Regions from separate parts of the Mus musculus genome. Here all the other regions are linked to region 4. The links are chromatin contacts, called in public Hi-C, HiChIP or PLAC-seq and promoter capture Hi-C maps. All regions are on one chromosome and are shown on one strand. The core of a region is the stretch at or near the end of the contact, and the rest is flanking DNA. Distances in the headings are between cores, read along the strand shown. Region 1 overlaps Tlcd4 (TLC domain containing 4). Region 2 holds the start of Arhgap29 (Rho GTPase activating protein 29). Region 3 holds the start of Abcd3 (ATP-binding cassette, sub-family D (ALD), member 3). Region 4 holds the start of Slc44a3 (solute carrier family 44, member 3). Region 5 overlaps Abcd3 (ATP-binding cassette, sub-family D (ALD), member 3).

The links. Promoter capture Hi-C pulls out the DNA fragments that hold promoters and counts their contacts. Hi-C and Micro-C count contacts between places; a contact is called where the count stands out from the background. HiChIP or PLAC-seq counts read pairs in DNA pulled down with a chosen protein or histone mark.
Region 1: a contact with region 4 is called in an H3K27ac HiChIP or PLAC-seq map of embryonic stem cells, with 4 times the contacts expected there. The contact joins the enhancer-like site here to the promoter of Slc44a3 in region 4. A contact is called at or near these places in 3 of 39 promoter capture datasets (liver and pre-B cells), 1 of 115 datasets of contacts at active chromatin or transcription factors (embryonic stem cells) and 2 of 9 other capture datasets (embryonic stem cells and liver).
Region 2: a Hi-C map of nephron progenitors shows a contact between it and region 4, with 4 times the contacts expected there. The contact joins the promoter of Arhgap29 here to the promoter of Slc44a3 in region 4. A contact is called at or near these places in 10 of 39 promoter capture datasets (the 3T3-L1 cell line, the HPC-7 cell line, HPC-7-derived erythroid cells and 5 more), 1 of 15 datasets of contacts at CTCF or cohesin (embryonic stem cells), 32 of 484 Hi-C or Micro-C datasets (the C2C12 cell line, the HL-1 cell line, the HPC-7 cell line and 13 more), 3 of 115 datasets of contacts at active chromatin or transcription factors (embryonic stem cells and stem cell-derived neural progenitor cells) and 1 of 9 other capture datasets (embryonic stem cells).
Region 3: a contact with region 4 is called in a promoter capture Hi-C map of the SN4741 cell line, with 4 times the contacts expected there. The contact joins the promoter of Abcd3 here to the promoter of Slc44a3 in region 4. A contact is called at or near these places in 25 of 39 promoter capture datasets (the 3T3-L1 cell line, 3T3-L1-derived adipocytes, the C10 cell line and 15 more), 1 of 15 datasets of contacts at CTCF or cohesin (the NIH/3T3 cell line), 4 of 484 Hi-C or Micro-C datasets (CD4 T cells, bone marrow-derived macrophages, nephron progenitors and 1 more), 24 of 115 datasets of contacts at active chromatin or transcription factors (DN3 thymocytes, acute myeloid leukemia, bone marrow-derived dendritic cells and 15 more) and 4 of 9 other capture datasets (adipose tissue, liver, macrophages and 1 more).
Region 5: a contact with region 4 is called in an H3K4me3 HiChIP or PLAC-seq map of embryonic stem cells, with 24 read pairs. The contact joins the enhancer-like site here to the promoter of Slc44a3 in region 4. A contact is called at or near these places in 24 of 39 promoter capture datasets (the 3T3-L1 cell line, 3T3-L1-derived adipocytes, the C10 cell line and 14 more), 2 of 15 datasets of contacts at CTCF or cohesin (the NIH/3T3 cell line and embryonic stem cells), 3 of 484 Hi-C or Micro-C datasets (bone marrow-derived macrophages, embryonic fibroblasts and embryonic stem cells), 18 of 115 datasets of contacts at active chromatin or transcription factors (acute myeloid leukemia, bone marrow-derived dendritic cells, bone marrow-derived macrophages and 8 more) and 3 of 9 other capture datasets (adipose tissue, liver and pancreatic islet).

The regions. Positions count from the first base shown.
Region 1 is chr3:121,205,867-121,208,566 of GRCm38.p6, reverse strand. It overlaps Tlcd4 (TLC domain containing 4), which reads left to right. Exons shown (of 8, transcript NM_001355678.2): 8 at 1,097-2,700. The coding sequence ends at 1,415. Among named protein-coding and RNA genes, the nearest start is that of Rwdd3, 36 kb to the right of the region's middle. Within about 2 kb of position 1,441, at least 18 of the 459 cell types and tissues checked have an H3K27ac peak or open chromatin away from gene starts, as enhancers often do. A contact at or near this core is called in embryonic stem cells, where this site is marked.
Region 2 is chr3:121,966,403-121,969,102 of GRCm38.p6, reverse strand. It overlaps Arhgap29 (Rho GTPase activating protein 29), which reads right to left and starts at 1,297. Exons shown (of 23, transcript NM_001356524.1): 1 at 1,146-1,297.
Region 3 is chr3:121,813,863-121,816,562 of GRCm38.p6, reverse strand. It overlaps Abcd3 (ATP-binding cassette, sub-family D (ALD), member 3), which reads left to right and starts at 1,261. Exons shown (of 23, transcript NM_008991.3): 1 at 1,261-1,554. The coding sequence starts at 1,445.
Region 4 is chr3:121,531,024-121,533,723 of GRCm38.p6, reverse strand. Slc44a3 (solute carrier family 44, member 3) reads left to right here and starts at 1,380. Exons shown (of 15, transcript NM_145394.3): 1 at 1,380-1,563; 2 at 1,953-2,057. The coding sequence starts at 1,525. It overlaps Gm38684 (a long non-coding RNA gene), which reads right to left and starts at 2,147. Exons shown (of 2, transcript XR_376017.4): 1 at 1,784-2,147; 2 at 1,260-1,647. It overlaps A530020G20Rik (a long non-coding RNA gene), which reads right to left and starts at 780. Exons shown (of 2, transcript XR_867597.1): 1 at 586-780; 2 at 1-149.
Region 5 is chr3:121,793,129-121,795,828 of GRCm38.p6, reverse strand. The region is part of intron 2 of Abcd3 (ATP-binding cassette, sub-family D (ALD), member 3); the gene reads left to right. Among named protein-coding and RNA genes, the nearest start is that of Abcd3, 21 kb to the left of the region's middle. Within about 2 kb of position 1,413, at least 14 of the 459 cell types and tissues checked have an H3K27ac peak or open chromatin away from gene starts, as enhancers often do. A contact at or near this core is called in embryonic stem cells, epiblast stem cells and extraembryonic endoderm stem cells, where this site is marked.

The sequences.
Region 1 (2,700 bases), core at 192-2,691, 330 kb after region 4:
TCTGCCTCTGCCTCCTCTGTGCTGGGACTGAAGGCCCACGCCACCATGCCTGGCCTCAAAGTGCAAACTTTTAATTCTAGCGAAATCCAGAGTGCCAGCTCACCAGTCATGGCCAGCCCCCTGCATTGTTGCACTTCAGTGTTACAGCAAAAACTTTCATCGAACTTTTCATGTTTTCTTTTTTTTTCTAGAAGTTTTATACTTTTGTATTTTACATATAGGTTTTAAATCTACTTTGAGTTAATTTCTCTGCTGGATATTCTCACAGTGGGGCAGAGGCATTCTTTTTCTGTTGAGTTGCCTAATTAATGTCAGGGTCAGAAGTCACTTGAGTACATCTGTATGTATCTATCTCTAACGCTTCTGTGACTCTGGTTTGTTTCTCTAATACCCCGAGTCTTCATTGTGTCGCTTTACAGAGATTTCCCAGAAGTAGGCATTATGACTCCTCCAGCTGTTCTTTTGTAGTGCGTGGACTCTCCAAGGCCCTTTAAATCATTCTGTGTGGGTGTGGTCACGCACACGTGTGTGTGTGTGTGTGTGTGTGTGTGTGTGTGTGTGTGTGTATGGTTGACATCCGGATGTTTTCATCAGTTGCTTCTCCACCTTACTTACCTTTTTAGACAGCGTTTCTCACTGAGCGCAGTGTTTGCCATTTCAGCAAGATGAGCGGGCCCAGTGCGTTCCCAGGATCTGCCTGCTCTCCGCTCTACCCCGCCCTGCGCGCCCCGCACCCCCCCACCCAACCTGCCTGCTCTCCGTTCCACCCCCCCCCCCCAACCCCCAGCACTAGGGTTACAAACCTTGAGTACCAGGGGATCAGAATCCAAGTCCCCATTCAAGTTGCACAGAAAACACTCCATCTAAAAGAGTCGTGTCCCCAACCCCTCCACACAAGTTGTTATGTGGTCCTTGAGTTCCTCCTTCAGCCTAAGGCACAGAGGAGGAGGGTGTGGGAAGCTGTGCACAATCGCCATTACAAGATGGCGCTGGCTTCCTCAGTGCCTAACTAGTAAACAAGCAATGTGCGCAGGTGCTAGGAGGGCAGATTCCCCAAGCTGCAGACTGTGTGACTTATCTTTGCTTCTCTCATCAGGTGGTTCTTTGAAGCCCTGAAGTACCCCAAGTTTTCCAAAGCCAATGTCATCAATGGAATTCTTATGACGGTGGTCTTTTTCATCGTGCGGATCATTTCGATACCTCCGATGTATTTCTTCCTTTACTCCGTGTACGGAACAGAACCCTACATAAGGTTCGGATTTGTAATCCAGTCTGTCTGGATCGTTACTTGTGTTATTTTAGACGTGATGAATATCATGTGGATGATCAAAATCACGAAAGGATGCATCAAAGTCATCTCCCTCATCAGACAAGAGAAAGCCAAGGATAGCCTTCAGAACGGGAAACTCGACTAAAGGCATGCTTCATCGGACACCTTGCTTCCATAAGCCATCTTCATTCCTCTTTGTCCCGGCCGACACGATGAGCTCCTGCGCCGCTCTGTTAGGCACGGTTGTTACTCATGGTTTCAGTGTTCTTTCCTCTTTTCTTTAATCTTTAGACAAGAGAAAATAAAATTTAGTCTTCATCCCAGGATTTCTTCTTTCCTTCAATATTTTTAAGCATGGATGGAAACTGAAAGGTTTAAACAAAAGTTGTAAGTGGAGTGGGGAAACTTTTCTGAATTCGTCAGTGTTCATGGGGATTATTCTCTGCAGGAAAATGGCTGGTGATTCGGTGGCCTTTGTACACCACCCATTTTATTTTGCTGAAGGACTGAGAACGGCTTTTCAGTCTGCGAGCAGCTCCGTTGGCTGTGCTCCGGTCTTTTCCAACATCAGAGCCTGTGTAGGGTTTCCTTTCTAAGTTGCCAGCACGTCCCTTCCCCAGGCCATCAGAACTGACATGGTTTCATGGGGGTATGCAGTCATCTGTTACGCTACGATAGAGCACTTCTCATGTTGATCCTATCATATTTGAAAATATTTTATGCATTTTTAAGATTTCAGCTGCTTCGTTTCTCTCTGTAGTGCTTTATCCAATTATATTTTGAAAATCTTATAGTCAGGCAAGGTTTAAGACCCATCTTGTGGACCACATGAATGCCGATAGTGAGGACTCCCGGGAACGTGCCTCATCACGCTGCCTTCGCCTGCTTCCGGGTACTTTCCCCATAAAGATCATATTTCTTCTTGCAAAGTTTTCCAAGTTCCAAACCTGACACCAGAACACCAGTCTTGTCTAGAATGTGCGCGCTGGGCATGCTCCTGAAATCGGCCTCATTTTGGTGAGACTAAAACTACAGACAAGTCAGAGTTTGTGCTTTACTTAGAGATTTTACTCAGGCTTGCTTAGTTTGTCTTTGCCTTTTTGTTTTCTTAAAGAGCAGAAGGAAGGAAGGTGACTTACCCCAAGTATTCTGATTATCAAAACTGTCATTCATTGTGAAAAAAAAATCGTGTGTGTGTGCGCGTGTAGTGGGGTGTTTTTCCTTTGATTCTTGCAATCCAAATATAGAATTATATATTTAGCTATTATTGCCTTTATTTATTTTTTTCTGAAGTACTTGACTTTAATGATTGTTCTTAAGATATAGACTTAATCCAATTAGTGGTGAATACTTGAATTTAACTGAACTTAAACCAAAAGATCTAATCCATTTAGAGTATCAGACTGAAGGAGAACGTTTGGCTCTTTCAT
Region 2 (2,700 bases), core at 48-2,547, 440 kb before region 4:
CAGGAATCAAGTGTAAAGGTCTTTAACTACACTTTTAAAAAACACTCTACAAAAACAGAACGGGAGCATGTCGGGAACAGCTTTATCCTTAACAACGTCTAAAGTAAGATATACAACACACATTTCATTCCTGTGCAGTCTGAACCCAGCAGGATAACTAAAAAAGAAAGAAAAAGGAAAAGGAAAAAGAGGGAGAAAAAGCTGCCCTGCCCCCCACGCCTCCAGAATGTCTAGCATTCCTGGCAAGGAGGGCTCGCCTCTGATCAGCCAAAACCACCCAATGCCAAAGCGCACGTTCCCTATGCCTGACTTCATGCATACAGAGGAAAGGAGAGAAACGAAAAAGGCCAGCCAACATCGATAGTGTCAGACAAAAGACTCAACTAACAAGAGATAGTCACAGAGGCCTTAACAGGTAACAATCCTGTCTCCAAAAATTTGTTTGGTGTGTTATCTCTCAAAGGTGAAAAACCGATAAGGAGAGACTGTCATCGGCCACTAGAATTCTACCTTCAAAATTCCAGGTCTTGAGCACATGCATCCATAAATGTTTTAAAATTAAAACCATCAAACCTCCAAACATATTCAAAACAAAATGAGAACACACCAAGACACTGAGAGTGTGCTCAAACAAAAATATTCTCTAAACACAAAACATAGAAGACAACAATATGCACGATGGGACTCCTAAAATACTTTGGGACTGAGCACCCCATCTGGAGCGAGAATTGCTGGCGGGGTTGGCGGGAGCACACTGCTCCAGAGCAAAAAGCACGGATTCTGGGGCAAGGGCGCATAGGATTAAGCCTTGATACTGTCAATTACTACTTTGGGCAGATTTTTCACCTCAGCTTCCCTGTTTGAGAAATGAGTTCAAGGGTCATGGAGCTGTCCTGAGAATTAAAGGAGTTACAAATTGGGAAGTTTCAGTACTCGGTAGGTAAATACGAGCTAACTGGCAGCTTTACTTAGAATACCATCTGCTCACCCCTGCAGGTCCTTAACTCACAGTCCAGTTCCTAAGCTTAGCGAGGACTAAGAGCACCGAGAACTAGCCGCACATTCGGACCCAGACTCGATAGCAACTCAGGGGAACCCCAACTCAGCAGCCTCGGTGGAAACGAGCACCACCGCCCCTCACTCACCGTGGGGCTCCATCCTGTATCCCCCGTGCCGACTTCAGATGAACGCCCACAGCCTGGCGGCGGCGGCTCGTGCCGCCTAGGGCTCAAACTTGCTGCCTCCATCCTCCATGCCGGGCCGAGCCAGCACTGCTGTGAGGCAGCTGGGGCAGAGGTGCTCCGCCCTGGCCCCACCTCTGCCCCGCCCCAGCCCACCCCCTGGGGCTCAGCCCATTGGCTCAAACTCGCAGGGGCGGGGACAGAGCGCAGAGAAGGTAGAGGAGCCCGGGGTGTGGTAGTCTGTCAGCAGCTTCTGGTCTGACAGGGTCTCCTCACAGAAGACATTGCTTAGGAAAAGTCACCTTAGAACTGGATTTGCTAATAGGCATTCTTGGGTGGTGTATTTCCTGGACCACTTTCATCTTCTGTCACCAAATCCCGAAATGATACGAGCTGAAGACGAAGGCTCCACTCAGGTAACATGCAACAAGGCCTACCTAGCCCTAATTCCAAAAGAATTAACTACATCGAAACCAGACAACCATTCAGCCCCTTATAAAGGGCAGAATTTTCCACCAAGGCCCGTGTTTGGTCAACTGCCTTTTCAAACTCACCTCAGGATATATGAAGGAATGGTTTAAAAAGCAGCAGGTCCCTCGAAATACAAGGACTCTTGAATTCAACACAGAAAGCTAAGCTAGAGAAAAACATGGGGAGGGTGCCTGTGGGAACAGTATAGAGACAGAAAAATGGCCACCTGTGGGAGGAAAAGGATCCAGGGCAGTGTGAGGGGAGGTGAAAGAACGGGCAGCAAACCCCAAGAGAGAAACAAGCAAAGAAAGAAGAGAGTAGGACCCAAGGAGACCAGAAAATAAGACAGAAATACTGTAGGCCCAACAAGTGAGGCATTGAATCAGGAGAAATTTCTGAAAAACAGACACTTAAATTTTCCAATTATTACCAGAAAAACAGCCCCCTTAGTGTAACTTGAAAGGATAAATATGGAATTGCTTGGTTACTTTAGCTCTACAGTGGATTTTTAAGATTCATACAAATATATCCCTTCTGCCCTCAAACACAAAATACCAAATTTGCGCTCCAAATATTCAGGAACCTCTCAAAACCAGACTACTTTTAATTGCATTCGGGGAAAAAAAGTAGCAAAGACTTTTAGCATGGAAACTGATGTTTGAACTTTTAAAGCAAGCTACTAAGAGGAAAGGCATCCTCAAGAATAAAGGGGGTGAGAGTACGACTACAGTTAGAAACACACATTTGGGGGGAAATGGTAAGAAGTGGCTGCTTCAAGTGGTTCTTAGCTGCTCACACCCCCATTAAGTTATTTAAAAATATGTCAATTCTCTTTTTATACATCTGCCATTCCATTTAATAAAGAAAACTGAGTTGAAGTTGGTGGCACATTTCTGTAGTCCTACAATTTAGGAGATAGAGGCAGATGGATCAAGATTCCAAAGCCAGTCTCAGCTACCCAATGAGTTCCAGGCCAGCCTAAGGCTACACAAGAGTCTATCTCACTGAGCTCCCAGCCACCACCGATCACTCCCATCCAACTAATATA
Region 3 (2,700 bases), core at 12-2,511, 280 kb before region 4:
ATTCTAAATTCTCTTATTGGTATTCTCATAGCACTTAGTTCACTTCTCTAAGCTGACACTTAAACTCATCCATATTTTTCTTCATGTTTTTCTTCTGCACCAGCCTCTGGAGAATAAGGGATTGATTGTTCATACTTGTATTCTCTGTGCCAGGCATACCTAATTACCTAAGTGATTCCCAGGGTAATGGGAAAACACACAAACGGCATATGGAGGATTTGGTACAGGCTCTACTTCTGCGTAACTTAGACTTTTGACGATTGTTGAGCACCTGCACACAGCACACACCACGGTGTGTGGTCTTTGCCATTCTCATAACCATTTAACCATTCACACAGAGAAAACACCTAGGCATCACTGTTTCATTGGTTCCTTTTATGCGTAGGCAACATTTATATATTTTGTGAGGTTTTAGAAGCTTCCTTTCTGACACTTGCTTCTCGACAGTTTCTTAAACTGAAAACAGCCATTCATTAAGTTATTGTGCATGCGCTAGACTAAACGCTAGGGATAACACTTTCTGCATGATAGGGGTGGGACAGGAGAAGAATGCTGTAATCTGTAAAGTTCGTCTGCTTCTGGGAGTAAGGCCAGCATTAATACAACGCACGATTGTTATTTCTGAATGTCCCTTTGCAAAGAACAGAGTTTCTCAAACTTTCTTTGACCAGACCTAACATAAAGAAATACATTTTTTTATCGCCATCCTTGTACATATCTACCAAAAAAGAGTAATTGTTTCTTAAAACTCCTTTTTGTCACGCACTCTGAGCTTTTTCCCACTACATTATTTTTATAAAAAAATTAACAGAGTGGTGGACCCGTCCTCCCAAACCGATTTTACAGAACTAGAGACCTAATCCACGGCGACTTGAAATAAGATTATCTGATTGTAGTCTTTCTTTTCCAGGTCTCCCTTCACTCCTTAAGTTGCAAATATTGACCTTTTTAGTGATGGGGCCGTTCCCCTCCTCCCCCGGCTTCTTTAAGAGGGTGGTACCGACCCATCCAGGGGGTGGCGGAGGGGCAGGGCCCACGGAGTCCGTGGCGCAGGCCCGGCCCGCTCTTCCAGTTCTTGTGAAAGAAAGCTAGGGTGTGTGCAAGCAGAGATCGCAAGGCCGAAGCGTGGGCTGCTGGAGACCGGCGCGGAGGACTAGCGTTGTCTGCCCGCCGCGTTTCCGGCCGAGTCCGCGGGGGTCCGCGCGTGCGCAGAGCGTCCCCCCGGGGAACGACCCTTTCGATCGCCCCGCGCCCGCGCGCGCGCCCGGGAAGCCAAAGTCCACGGTGGGCTCGGCGCGGCGGCGCGCGCCAGGGGGCGTTCCCGCGCGGCCGGCCCCGCCCTCTCTCGGCGCCGAGCTATCCTCCCAGTTTCCCCCGCGGTTCCTGCACTGAGGTTGTCGCCGGCGCGTCCCCTATCCCGCGGCTCGCTCGCCCTGCCGGTGCCATGGCGGCCTTCAGCAAGTACTTGACGGCACGGAACACCTCGCTGGCGGGGGCCGCGTTCCTGCTGCTCTGCCTACTCCATAAGCGGCGTCGCGCCCTCGGCCTGCACGGGTGAGGCTCGCGGCCGCGCCGCCTTCCCCGGGCCCGAGCGGGGAGCTCCGGGCGCGCGCCTTGCCCTTCTCTCCCAGGTCCCGAGCTGCGCGGGTGCCCGCGGAACCGGGCCAGCGGTCCCGGAGCCCTGCGGCCCTCAGCCTGGCGGCCGCCGCGCAATCTCAACACCACGGGAGGGAGGAGGACACGCCGCGTCCCTGCGCCCCCGCGCCCCCTCACCATCTCCCCGTGCATGTCAACTTTATGGGTGCATTCTGGTTTTGCCATCTCATCGCCACTGAACGCTAAGGTTTGCGTTCGTTCGGGATGGGCATTTTACTCGCCAGCTCGACTCCGGAGTAGTGGCGGTGGATAGTAGCCAGGGGCGTTCCTGGGGTTTTCTGGGTCCAGTGGGCACGATTTTCTTCTAAAGCGGTGCCCTCTTTTTCCGGAATTGGTCAGTGAATGCCCTCATTTGGAAAGGTTGAATTGGCTCAGCGGTGTGTGGAGGACAAAGTTTCCTCCGTCGACTTTATAGGTGAAAGGTGAAAGTGTGTTTTAGGTGAAGATCACTTGTTAATTACACCATACAGCTACCTGCCTGGAGAGAATGTTAAAGTTTACTTTGAACTTTTGGGAGATTAGGAAAGAAGGGAGAATTGAGTTCTGGGGGTGGGATTACAGGCACAATTTTAACTTCTTGTCGCCCATTTGATTTCAGCGAGCGACAAAGAAAAGGTTACTTCCTAACTAAGCATTCTTACTAGTGTTTGGATATTTAGTGTCCAATCTTAGAATAATGCTTTCATGCATTTTATTTCATCAACCCTCTGGGTAGGTACTATTTATTGTCTCCTGCTTTTGGTTTGCTCGGACTATCTTATTATTAGAATTTGGCCTAAAATACTAGCAGAGAGCTCCATGTATCCTTTCATGAAGTATTTTCTGTCTTATCTACTTTGACTTGCTCATTGGCTGCAGCATTGGCCCTTCTCTTCCTAAATCAGCTTTACAAAATAATGATATGCCTCTCCTTCACATACTATTCGTCCTTTTTAAGGGTTCTTGGAGGGGGACGATTAATTTGAAATATTTTTCTATTAGATCGTGCCCTTTCTGAACTCTCATTTGGGATTAGAAGTTATCAGTTACTTGGAATGTGCCGAT
Region 4 (2,700 bases), core at 131-2,630:
ATTTGTTTGAGATGCTGTGGCTAAACTGTGCTCTTTCTGTAGTTGTGCAAATGTCTACTTGAAGGGGGGACTCTAGGGGATGAATTCAGGGCCCCCTGGAAATCCAGCTACTCGTTCTGAGAAGCCTGCATTCAGGAATGTTCTGAGAGCTAAGAGTGAGAAGGAAGATAATTAGCCTGGAAGGGATTCCTCCCCGCACAGCAGAGATCCATTAAGGATCATTACCCTCTAACCACTCCCTGGTTATTTTTTAATATAATATTTGTACTATCTTTTACTATTTCTATACATACATGCAATATATCCTGATGCTATTCGCCTCTAACTTCCACCGAATTACTCACACAAGTCTCTGAGAACATCCCAAAAGAGGAAGCAGAAAGATTGTAATAGCCAAAGGTCGGAGAGGACCAGAGCGAAATAATATCTTCTGAAACATGACGGGACCTCTGCACTTAGTGGGCTAGCAGCCTGACGGTGTGGAGGGGCAGGTAGATGGGTTGGGGCAGAGAAAGGGGACCGAGAAGGAAAGTCCTCCGCAGCCCTTTTTAAAACTCCTCACCTCAGCAGCGCTTTGGTGCCCACCTGAATGTTGAAGAGAAAACTGTTCTTGCCAGGGACATTCACACTGGATGTGCTTCAAAGGGTGCCCACTGGAAAATCAGATGATGATGCAAAGAGGAGGGAAGTGAGCACCCCACACACAAAAGGGAGAGAAAGAGACCTACTGATAGACAGACAGAGAGAGAGAGAGGAGAGAGGAGAAAGACAGGAGAGAGAGAGAGAGAGAGAGAGAGAGAGAAAGAGAGAGAGAGAGAGAGAGGGAGGGAGGGAGGGAGGGAGGGAGGGAGGGGGAGAGGAAGAGGGAGAGGGAAGGAGGGAGGAAGAGAGAGAGAAAGGAGAGAGAGAGAGACAGGAGAGAGAGAGAGAGAGAGAGAGAGAGAGAGAGAGAGAGAGAGAGAGAGATATTAAATCAGTCCTCTGAGGGCTTTGTGTTCCTGGGACTCACGCTGGAGAAGATTCAGCCTTATAGAAATAGCAGCTGGAATGATAGACACTGAGCCCCTTGACAGAGTGTCGCCATTGCTGTCTGATCTTAGCTCAAGGATGACAACAGATTGCAACTTGATGCGCCTGGAAGAGAACTGGTGAACCTTTCAGGGCAGGATTCGGCACACACAAAGCACCACTTACCTGTGTGTGACACACCCCTGCAAGCTCCCCGCCCTCAGGAATGATCCCTGAGGCCTCACTTCTAACTCCAGGCGCTGGCAACGGGCCCAGGCGTCGCACAGTGGTCAGGAGCACTTCCTGGGAACCGGTGCTGCGCAGGTGCCACCCCCGCTCCCAGCAGGTCCTCCCAGCCTAAAGCCACCACGGAAAGGGCGTGTCTAGGGGACCAGCGCCCTGGACCTCTAGGAGGCGCTGAGCCCTGCTCGCCCTGCCGCCCCTCCTGGGCCACTTGGCCCGGTCGCCGCACCTCTGTCCCGTGTGCAAGGCGACCACCGCCGCCGCCAATCCCAGATGCCGGGTACCATGCAGTGCTTGGGCGCCGAGTACCTGGTAAGAGCGACAACTTGAGTCCTGAGAGAAGCGGCCTCTGCGGGCACCTACCTGCACAGACAGGACGCTTCCGGCTCCTCTGTCCTTTGGGAGATAAACCACTTTCTCTCAGTGACACCGCTCCTTTAAAGACACCTGGCACTGAGGACCCAGTACCTGACACAAGTGTTGGGCTGAGGCCAGGAAGGCGCAAGGGACTAGGGGGTGAGGGGTGTCTTACCTCTAGTAAGAACTTGGCCCCCGGGGGGGTTTCACATCCATCCTGCAGAGAGCTGATCTTCCCCAGTGATAGAGTTGAGTTGCTTTAGCAGCCTTTGGAGAGGTTTCGGTTCGGTTGATTTCACCTAACTGTTTCTCTTGCTTTTCTCAACTCTCCGTTTTCCTGGAAGGTTTCTGCAGAGAAAACAAGGCAAAGAGAATGGCGACCCCAAATTTATAGAAAATGCACCGATACACCGTGGCTAGTCTTGTTCTTTCTCTTTTGGACTGGTTTGGTAAGTATGGCTGCTTGGCAGGCCTAAATCCCGGGTGTGTGTCCAGATACAAGTGTGTCTTAGACGTTACTGGTTTAAAGTTTATGCTGCAAGGACAAACTTCTGTGATTGGTTTAGAATGACCATGAGTTAAGAAATTCTTGTTCTGGGATTTCACAATCTCCTAAACTCTCTGGGAAGACTGCCTTCCTGCCGGAGACCAAGATTTATTGGGTAATTCCATTAGGATATGGAGAATCACAGCTTGCAGCAGTGCCTTTCTTCTTTGGCTTTGTAAGCTCTCAGAGTGGAAGTCCTTTTACATCATCCATACCCCTCAGTCAAGTATTTCTCAACATTTGCTGTTTTCTAGCATAGGAAAAAGTCAAGGTCTAGAAAGAGACTGCTTTTTTAAAAACTGTGTACACACAGAGTTATACACACACACACACACACATACATGCACGGCCTTGATCTACTGTGTTTAACTTGATGCAACCCCTCTCATAGCACACTTGTATACACGATCGATGGTAGACCCTACCAGACCCTGCCGTGACATCCGAGGAGTCTCTCAGAGCTGAGTCTTGACACTTATTCTTAGAGCTTCATTCACTTTGTTCAAAGGCTGTGCTAATGAAGTCACCCATGCCGGGTTGGGTCA
Region 5 (2,700 bases), core at 164-2,663, 260 kb before region 4:
ATTACTTAGTTAGCCTGGAGAGTAGTAAGAGTGTGATGAGCTTGCATCGATTTATTACAGCACAGGAGAAACAGGCCATGAACTTGACTGTCCTTGTGGCTGAGATGATGACCTGGGTTCAGCTTGTGTGTTTCAGTCAGAATTAAGGAATGATGTTCCCCTTAAAGCCAGACAGAAAAGATCAACAATAAAAGGAACAACAACTTAAAAAGAATTATTTTTAAATTCACACCACCCCCCCCCCCCAAGCTCATGCCTAGTAGCATTCACTCCTTGTTACCCCTGGCAACTGCTCATTTACTGTTTGTCTATTGATTTGCCTGCTCTGGGGCATTTAATGTTAATGCGATCATTCAGTACGTGTGGTCCTGCAGGCCTTTCACTTAACATGATGTTTTCAGGTTTCTTCATATTGTTACTATACTATTTTATGCTGAGTAGTATTGTGTTGTGTGGGTTATATCACCAGGTAAGGGATTTTTACATTAACATAAACATGAAGCTTATGAGTAGTGCAGCTGTGGTCTATAACAGGATGGAATTTGGGGTTATGCAGTAACTAAGTTGACATTCTTTTCAAATAAATGGCATTTATCCCTGTGTCAGTTTATTGGCTTTAATATCTGTACTATTAGTATGGTTTTGAATGTAATTCTTATACCTAGTATGTATTACTATATAGGCTATTATATAAAGTTTAATTTGCTTTCCTTTTCTTCCTTAAAATTATTTCTAGAATTGACTAATAAGCATCAAAGTGATTATTACCCTGTTACATCCTTTAAGCCCCACCCGCTTCTCTCTATCTTGGTCTGTCTGTCTGTCTCTTTGTCCACTCTGACTATCAAATTGTAGCAAAATTTATTTCTCCATTAAGGCCACTCCCCCCACCCCTTGTTTTTTATTTGAGACAAGGTTTCACTTTGTAGCCTTGGCTGGCCTGGCTGGCATTGAACTCACAGAGGTCTGTCTACCTCTGCCTCCTGGGTGTGGGTTTAGAGGCAGGCACCACCATGCCTGACCTACTAGTAATATTTTAAGAGAGGGACGGAGTTGGGACAACTTGAGGGAGATGGTTCTCTTTTTCACCCCATGGTTGACTAGGGGTCTGGAAAGGGCTGGGAAGGATGTGTTCTGGGGTAGCTTGTAGTTTTTGGGTTTCTCTTTTCTACTCTCCCAGTCTAAGGATAGTAAAGGAGATATTCCCACCAAAAGCTATAGATGCCACTTTCTCCTTATCTTTGTAGAAGGTTGTAGATTTATTTGAAAATAAATCTCTAAGGGAGGAGCCACTATCTTATCTCAAACTCTGTCCTGACAACAGATTCATGACCTCTCTAGTCCTTTAGCCCAGTGCTTTGTAGGCACCTCTGCCTTTTGTCATTCGTTTTCTTTCTCAGGTCTTGATGCTAAGTGTGCACTCCATTGTCCTCAGCACTGGGTGTGTGCACTCAGACTTGCTGTTCTTTGTGCTTTAATCCCTCTACTTTGTCACATTTCAGTGTGGAGATCTTTCTGTGTCTCACTGCCCAAATTACTCTTTTTCTCATGACTCTGGCTAGTCGATCTGTAATTACTTCTTCATTTACTTTTGTCTGTGTTCCTCTTATTAGAAATGGATTGAATATAGTAAGGAGCTTAGGAATTTATGAGTTAGAATCTGCAGATTGTTGTATATTGAAAACATTAAGTGATAAATCTAGTAACCCAGAAGGCAGGCAGGCAGGCTGGCTGACTCTCTCTCTCTCTCTCTCTCTCTCTCTCTCTCCTTCTCCCTCCCTCCCTCCTTCTCCCTCCCTCCCTCCCTCCCTCCCTCCCTCCCTCCCTCCCTCCCTCCCTCCCTCTCTCCCTTTCTTTCCTCCCTCCCTCCCTCCCTCCCTCCCTCCCTCCCTCCCTCCCTTTTTGTTTTTTTCTAGACAGGGCTTCTCTGTGTAGCCCCAGCTGTCCTGGAACTCTCTGTAGACTACGCTGGCCTAAAATTCAAGAGATCCACCTGCCTCTACCTCCAGAGTGCTGGGATTAAAGGTGTGAGCTACCACTGCCCAGCAGACATTTCTTAAAATTAGGGAAAGTCACGTTTAAGATTTTTTTTTAAAGTTTCTATTTATTAAGAAGAGTCTGGGGCATGGCAGTGGTGGTGGTGCATGAAGCCTTTGGTTCAACCCTGTCACTGCAGAAGATAAACTAAGCAGTAGCTACTTGGTCACTTCTCACTCTGCGCTTCTCAGAGCTTCGGCTGCGCTTTTCCCTTGAGTACTTACACTCTTCTCTCAGAGAGCACACCTCCTCTCTCTTTCTCCTGTTAGGTAATTCTGTCTTCTTGGAATCTGAATACGGAGAGCTGCTCAAGTGTGTGCTATAAATCCAGCTGTCCATCTTAATGGTTGTCTGCAGTGACAGGAAGTGTGGCCCCGTGACCACTGTGCGTCTGTCGCAGTTCCCTTAGATGTGATTCTATAATCACTGTTGCAGCTATCTTAAACTCGGCTCTTTATTTATTTTTTTTTCTTAAAGATTTATTTATTTATTTTATGTTTATGAGTATACTTTAGCTGTCTTCAGACACACCAGAAGAGGGCGTCAGATCTCATTACAGATGGCTGTGAGCCACCATATGGCTGCTGGGATTTGAATTTAGGACCTCTGGAAGATCAGTCAGTGCTCTTTTTTTTTAAAGATTTATTTATTTATTATATGTAA